2 separate regions of the Gossypium hirsutum genome follow, and region 2 is linked to region 1. The links are chromatin contacts, called in public Hi-C maps. All regions are on one chromosome and are shown on one strand. Each heading gives the region's core, a stretch centred on a gene start, on an enhancer-like site or on the middle of the called end of the contact. The rest is flanking DNA. Distances are from core to core; before and after follow the strand shown.

Region 1 (3,585 bases), core at 341-2,840:
TTATTAACAAAATAAATAACTATAACAAAACACAAAACACTAACAATTTATAATCTAATCATAAACTACTAACAAAATAACTATAAAATTATTTTTAAAAAAAATTACATTACTAAAAACTCACAAAACACAACAATTTATAACAAATTACTAACAAAATATTTAACAAAATAATTTTACATTACTAAAAACTCACCAAATACTAAACTAAACACAACAATTTATAACATAATCCTAAATTACTAATAAATTAATTTTAAAATAATTACAAACATAATAATTTATAACATAATCCTAAATTACTAACAAATTAATTTTAAAATAATTATAAAAAACAAAAAAATACATTCTTACAAAATATAAACCCAAAATCATAAACACTAAACATAAGCAATTTATAAATAATAATTAATAACAAAAAAATTTCACAACATCTTAATTAAACTATTTAAATTATAAACAAAATTATTTACTAAAATAATACATTACTTTTTTTTTTCTTTCTTCTTCTTCTTCTTCTTCTTCTTTTTTCTTCTCTTTTCTCTCATTTCTTTCTCTCTTCCGGTGGGTGCTTGAACTTGGGGGACCATGCTTATAAGGTCCCCCATTTACAATTTATTTTGCCCTTGTGAAGGGACTACACACTGCCAAGCAGTGTATCTGTGCAGCAGAGGGGCGCAGGGGGGCTGTGCAGCAGAGGGGTGCAGTGGGCAGGCAGTGGCGCCTACCTGTCAGGCGCGACTAGTTGCGCCTACCTGTCAGGCGCGACTAGTTGCGCCTATCGACAGGCGCAACCTGTTTCGGGTATTTTTAACCCGTTAACTGTATTTTGACCTGTATATATATTTAAATATTTTTAATAAAAATAAAATAATAATATTTTAATATAATAAAAGTGGTTGCGCCTGTCAGATAGGCATGACCCAAAAGAACATACCATTTTTGTATATAATCAAGTTGACAACCTATTTCAGTATTTAATTTTTTTTAAAAGTTATTTAGGTAAAAAACCCTTAAATTTTTTTATTTAAATCTATTTTTAATGAATTTAAAATATAATGTCTTTCTAATCAATTCTAAACTATTCATATCTCTTAAATTTTTTAGTGAAAGAATACAATATGTTTTAAGTACGTTGGAGTGGTAAATATTTAAAATTTATAAAGTTTTAAAGTTAATATATTTAAAAATGATAAAATTTTAATTTAATATTTTAAAAAATTATAAATAGATAATCATAGAATTATATAACCCAATTTTAATTCTCTAAAAAAAGTTAAAATTATTGTAGAACTTGATGATTTTTTGATAAAGAATGTTACATGATTATTATGGATATTAACTAATTTGGATGAAAAATATTCAATATGGTTATAATGGGCATCCATAAAAAAATATTTTCATCAACATGTTCATTAAGATAGTATTTATTTGATGTGAAAATTATTATTAATATAGAAAGACGTGCATTTCGATTATATTGAAATGTTTATCATTCAAAGTAAAATATGGGTGCATATGACATAAAAATATAAATGAGGTGCATTCCATTTCCGTTTCGGTTAATGGACCCCACCAAAAGCATCCTCAAAAGTCTGTCTAGGTAAATCCTAAGCCAACATTTTTGCCTCGGTTTCTTTCCCATCTCCCCCAGACACACATTTTCCCGGAAAAAACAAACCAAAGTAAAATGGTAGAAAATACCCACAAATTTTCTCCCTCCCCTCTTCACTCTTCTCACCACCAACCTACCTCTAAAACACTGAATTTTTATAAATAGAAATACAAGGTATTTTTTAAAGAGAAAGGATTTCATGGGTGCCTCTCTTTCCAGCCAAACGGAAGGAACCAATAGGACCGGGATGAGACCAGGATTGGGGGACATACCCGAGGGCTGCTTGGCCTGCGTTTTCATGAACTTGACGCCGCCGGAGATTTGCAATCTCGCCAGGTTGAATCGCGCCTTTAGAGGGGCTGCCTCCTCCGATTCCATCTGGGTGAAGAAGCTACCCACCAATTATCAAGATCTGCTAAATTTGTTGCCTCCTGAGAGGTACCAGAACATGTCCAAGAAAGACATTTTTGCGCTTCTTTCTCGCCCGGTACCTTTTGATGATGGATATAAGGTAGGTCATTATAGAAGTTTGTTTTTTTTCGCCCGGTACCTTTTGATTATTGTTTTAAATATTTAACCATTTCCTTTTTACATGATTTTCCTTTTTTGTTTGGTTTAGCTGCTTTATTATCATTAGATGAGCAAGTGAAGATTATCGACGGTTGAACATGGGGTGATGCAGGAAGTGTGGCTGGACAGAGTGACAGGCAGGGTATGCATGGCAATATCTGCAAAAGGGATGGCAATTACTGGAATCGATGATCGGAGATATTGGAATAGGGTTTCTACTGAAGAATCTAGGTTTGATATTAACATCATCACATTTCGATGCTAAAGTTTCAAGTAGAATTTATTAATCTGACGTTCACTTAATATGGGATTGAGATACTTGTATCTTGAAATGTTTCTAGTAAATTTTTTTAACCATAGGAGTGGGATTTTTGTATTGATTGCTTGAACTAGCATAAAGTAGAATTAGTTGCTTGTAATTTTTCTTCTACATGGAGCATGTAGATGCATAAGCTATATATTTCTTGGAATGGAACTCTTGGTAAATTGTATTATCAATCTACACCTTTTTTTTTTTCCTTTGGTGGAAGGAAATGCATTTGGATGCTAATCAACTGCTGTTTTCTAGGCTTTGCTGCTTGTTGATGTTGTTTTTATACAAATGGTATTATGTGGAAAGGCTGAAACCTCTGAATATTTGCATCTTTGTTGATCATTCATTATTGAGCTCAAGATGATGTATGTATATATGCTTATACATATACGCATACATAAATGTATACGTACATATATGCATGATGTATGGAATTTGGTGTTTGTCTTGGTTGCCACATTCTTAATCTCAAGGTATATTTGGTCTGAAGAAAGATGATTTTGTTTGATAGAGCTGTATCGCCATATGGAAGTGTGAGCTTTCATGAATGGATATAGTGCTGCCTAGGTTTAGTTGACTTTGTCAAATCTTCCTAGTAAATTGAGATGTTCGTTTTACAGATATTTTCCATATGATTTTAGCTTCCTAGATTTGTTTATTTTGGATTACAAATGCTATTTTAATGTACAAATAAGCATATGGAAGCCGATAATCTGATAAACTTTCAATTTCTTTTCCCTTTTATACGTTGTTCATAACTGTCTTCCATGCTTGAACTGGCGTTTACCATCAGTGTAAGGTCCGAGTTAATAAGGGTTGATCAGTTATCTGTACAGTGAACAGAACATTGACCATTTTCCTACTTTTTTACATGCATTACGTTTCTAGAAGTTTGCCCTTTCATTTAGATGATTATATATTGTGCAAGTCTTTAAAAACATTAATGCTTTGGTCTTTCTTAAGTATTATTCTATTCCCTTGTTTGATATATGTTTTAAACTTATTTTTAAACTACAGGTCGCTGTATTTGTCCCATGTTAATTACTTTAAGATTTTGCCTTGAGGAAATGGGATATCTCTTGAGTCC
Region 2 (3,585 bases), core at 352-2,851, 240 kb after region 1:
ATTTTTGGGTGGCTTTTATTTATACATCATTTCCTGGTATTCCTGATCAAACGAGAAAAAAAGCACTCCATAGCGGAACAGATACAAAAGCAGAAGCAAAACCATGGAAACAAAAACACCACAATAGTCCACCCACCCTATATATATATATACTCTCACATACACCAAAGGAATGTGCAGTGCTTTAAAGATCACAGATTGGTTTTGTCCGATCGATCATAAACACCTTCATCATTCACACGCCCCACGTCGTTGAAAGTTTGGCCACTCATCTGATCAGATGCTTTCAGTGTAGAAGCAAAAGCTCCTGGTCGCGTATCTTCAACTTTCACCACCACCCTCTCTGAAACCCCACGACCACCATCATTACCTTTCAGCTTCATCTCTTCCATTTTCTGTCTAGCTGACTCCGTTGTTTCGCTCAACTTTTCCTATATTAATTTGACCAAACATTTAGTACACAATACAGTGGTTGACAAAAAAGATTGGAATAATTAAGATTCATATGATTACCTTGGTTCTATCTGCAGTTTCGGATGCCGTGTGCTTCGTTTCTTCAGTTTTTCCAGTGAGGAAGCCCATGGCCTTCCTAGCAGCATCAGCAGCTGAGTCTTTCAGCTCCCCAAGCTTACTAACACCGGTATCCTTGCCTTCCTTTGCTTTATCCACGGTATAATTTGTGTATTCCTTCGTCTTCTCCACTGTAGCATCTCTTCCTTCTTTAGCCTTCTCTGCCGCATATTCCGTCCCCTCTCTTGCCTTCCCCGCCGCTTCCTTCGCCTTCTCGGCTGTCATGTCCTTTGCTTCCTTGGCTTTCTCTGCTGCATAGTCTTTATACTCGGAAGCCTTCCCTGTGATATTATCCTTGGCTTCTTTCGCCTTCTGGGAAGCCGAGTCCCTAGTTTCCTTGGCCTTCTGAGAAGCATAATCTGCATAATCAGCCGCCTTACCGGTCGCCGCATCCTTGGATTCCTTCGCCTTCTGGGCAACATAATCTCCATACTCGGAAGCTTTACCTGTTACTGAATCCTTTGATTCTTTGGCCTTGTGGGCGGTGGAGTCCCTGGTTTCCTTTGCCTTGTGAGCAGCATAATCTGTATACTCAGAAGCCTTTTCCTTGGTAGCATCCGTTGCCTCTTTCGCCCTCTCTGCGGCGTCCTTTGTCTTGTCAGTTGCATAGTCTTTGTACTCACCAGCTTTATCTTTCATCTCCCATGTCTTCTCTGTACCTCGACCAGTGAAATCCTCCGCCTCGTGGCCCTTATTACCTACGACGGCCTCTTTGGCATGCCCGAACGTGTCTTGCACCGCCCTCAACATGCTCCCAATAACTCCGGGCCTCTGTTGCTGTTGCGGCGGAGATTGATCCCATTCCTCCTTATAAGCAACTCTTTCTTCATAATCTCTTTCTCTATTAACATCCCTAAGTTCGTCCGCCGCTTGTCTTGCTGCCGCCTCGGCCCTTTGCTCCTTCTCTTGCCTTGTCGCCATTGTTGTTCAAATCTCAAACAAACAAAGAACTCGGTGGAAAACAAATAATGATATTACAGGTAATTCAGAAGAAATGTATATATGATCTTTGGATCTTTGTACGTTTTATAAGCTGGTGAAATGCTTTCGATGGATCTATATACAATTAGCTTTAATCCTGGGAGGATGACACGTAGGTGAAGAACGTTTAATCTGATTGGTCGCCACGTGCTTTAGTGAGATGATGAGTTGACACGTTGCAGGAACACTTGCAATGCTAGTCTCAGTGATTTATATGAAGCGGTGGATGGATTGGTGCTGCCTGTGGCTGTGACCATCAAAGTCGGTATCTTCTTTCTTCATGCAGTGTGTTTCCACGTGTTTTTTCATACGCAAGTCGCGCAATACTCGGCAAAATTAGGCGTATATGTGATTTAAAAGAATATTTAAAGTTTTAGACCGTTTTGTTTAAAGAGAAAGGATTGTACGAAAGTGTGATTTTATGTTATTTTTATTCTTTTTTAATGTGAGAATGATAAATAAGAATTTTTTCTCTTCATTTTTAATGTTTTTAGTTTGATTTGAAATTTTTTCAAGAAGAAAATTTGATTTGTCATTGTCGAAACCATTTGTATTTTTGAAAAAAACAAAAATTAGTTGTCGACTTTTAAAAAAACAAAAATTGGGAGTCCCCACCAATCTTTTATTGAGGTGTGATTAGATCACCTAAAAAATAGCTTTGGTCTACGAGTTTTAGAAAAATGGATCCGGGAGTCGGTTACGTACGAGGAAGGATTAGCACCCTCGTAACGCCCAAAATTGGTACCTAGTTAATTAATTAGTGTCTTAATGTCGAAAATTTAAAAATATGATCCTTAATAAAAACTTAAAAAACGTTACTTATTAAAACTCTTATCATTTCGGAGAAAGAAAATGTCACACCCAATGCGTTAGGGCACGACATTCTAATTCCTCAAAAATGAATTAGTCCAAAATACTCGTGTAATAAAATTTAAAAGAATATTTATTTGTTTAAGATTTATAAAGAAATCACGGCCTAATACGTTAGGGCACAATTTCTCAAAATCTTAAACTTGGAATATTTCCTTTGTTATTATTTTTTAAAAAAATCTTTGTCTCGATAAATCAATACGTCACATCCAATACGTTAGGACACAACATATTAAATTCCCGACACCAAGCTTTTCATTTTATTTTTTGATTAATGAGCAATTCTCGATTGTTAGATTTAACAAAGAAAATTGGAACCCAATATGTTAGGGCTCAATTTCCTTGAAAATCCTAAATACGAGTATTATCTCAATTTTAAAAATTTTAAAATCGAGTAAAAAATGATGCAATGCTACTGTAAGAGCCCATTTTTGCCCAGCCCGTCAATAAAATAAAACCAAATGAAAAAACAATTAAATAGTCCAGTTTACAATAGTAAGCCCAGTTAGCCCAAACCCAAAATTAACCTAGCCTAAACCTAAACCCATTAAGCCTAGCCCCAACCCAATCACCTAACCCTAAGCCCACTAGCCTTAACCACCAGCAGAAACCCTAGCAGCTAGGGTGAGCCTCCAGCGCCGCAGCCACTAGGCCTTCTCCTTGCACGTGTTGCGCCTGCGCGCGTGTAGTCGCTCCACGCTAGCCTCTGCACTCACGCGTCTCCGTACCTGTACCTGCGCAGAAAACAAAGAAACGCACACACGAAGGGAGCAGCAAAAAATGGACAGAAAAGGAACAGAAGGGATTTTCCTTGATTTTTCTTTTGATTTTTTTCTTTCTGTATTTTTGGCTATAAAAAGCCAATACAAACAATGTTTTTTTTTACACATTCAATATACAAAAAAACGAGAATACAAAAATCAAAAACAGAGAAAGGTGATTTTTTTTTCTGGGTTTTTATTCCTTTCTATTTCGCTTGCTAGATTTTTTTTCTTTCAAGTTTTATGTTCATCAATCATTATTCGAAAAAGAAAAAGAAGAGAGAGGGGTGAGGAGCGTACCTGGTGACGAGATCCTGGCCCTCTCCGTCGTCATCGGAGCGTGGGCTAGGTTCAGAAACCGTTCAAATGCTCTCCGTACAGAGCGGCGCTGAGAGGGGAGCGT

Evidence for each region. A called contact is a pair of places that touch in the nucleus more often than the background predicts.
Region 2: a Hi-C map of leaf shows a contact between it and region 1, with 2.2 times the contacts expected there. The contact joins the promoter of LOC107899513 here to the promoter of LOC107899519 in region 1. A contact is called at or near these places in 2 of 34 Hi-C or Micro-C datasets (hypocotyl and leaf).

What each region holds. Positions count from the first base shown.
Region 1 is chrD04:39,183,607-39,187,191 of Gossypium_hirsutum_v2.1, forward strand. It overlaps LOC107899519 (F-box protein PP2-A15), which reads left to right and starts at 1,591. Exons shown (of 4, transcript XR_005912186.1): 1 at 1,591-2,126; 2 at 2,298-2,416.
Region 2 is chrD04:39,422,688-39,426,272 of Gossypium_hirsutum_v2.1, forward strand. It overlaps LOC107899513 (embryonic protein DC-8), which reads right to left and starts at 1,602. Exons shown (of 2, transcript XM_016825247.2): 1 at 514-1,602; 2 at 1-431. The coding sequence starts at 1,491. The coding sequence ends at 192.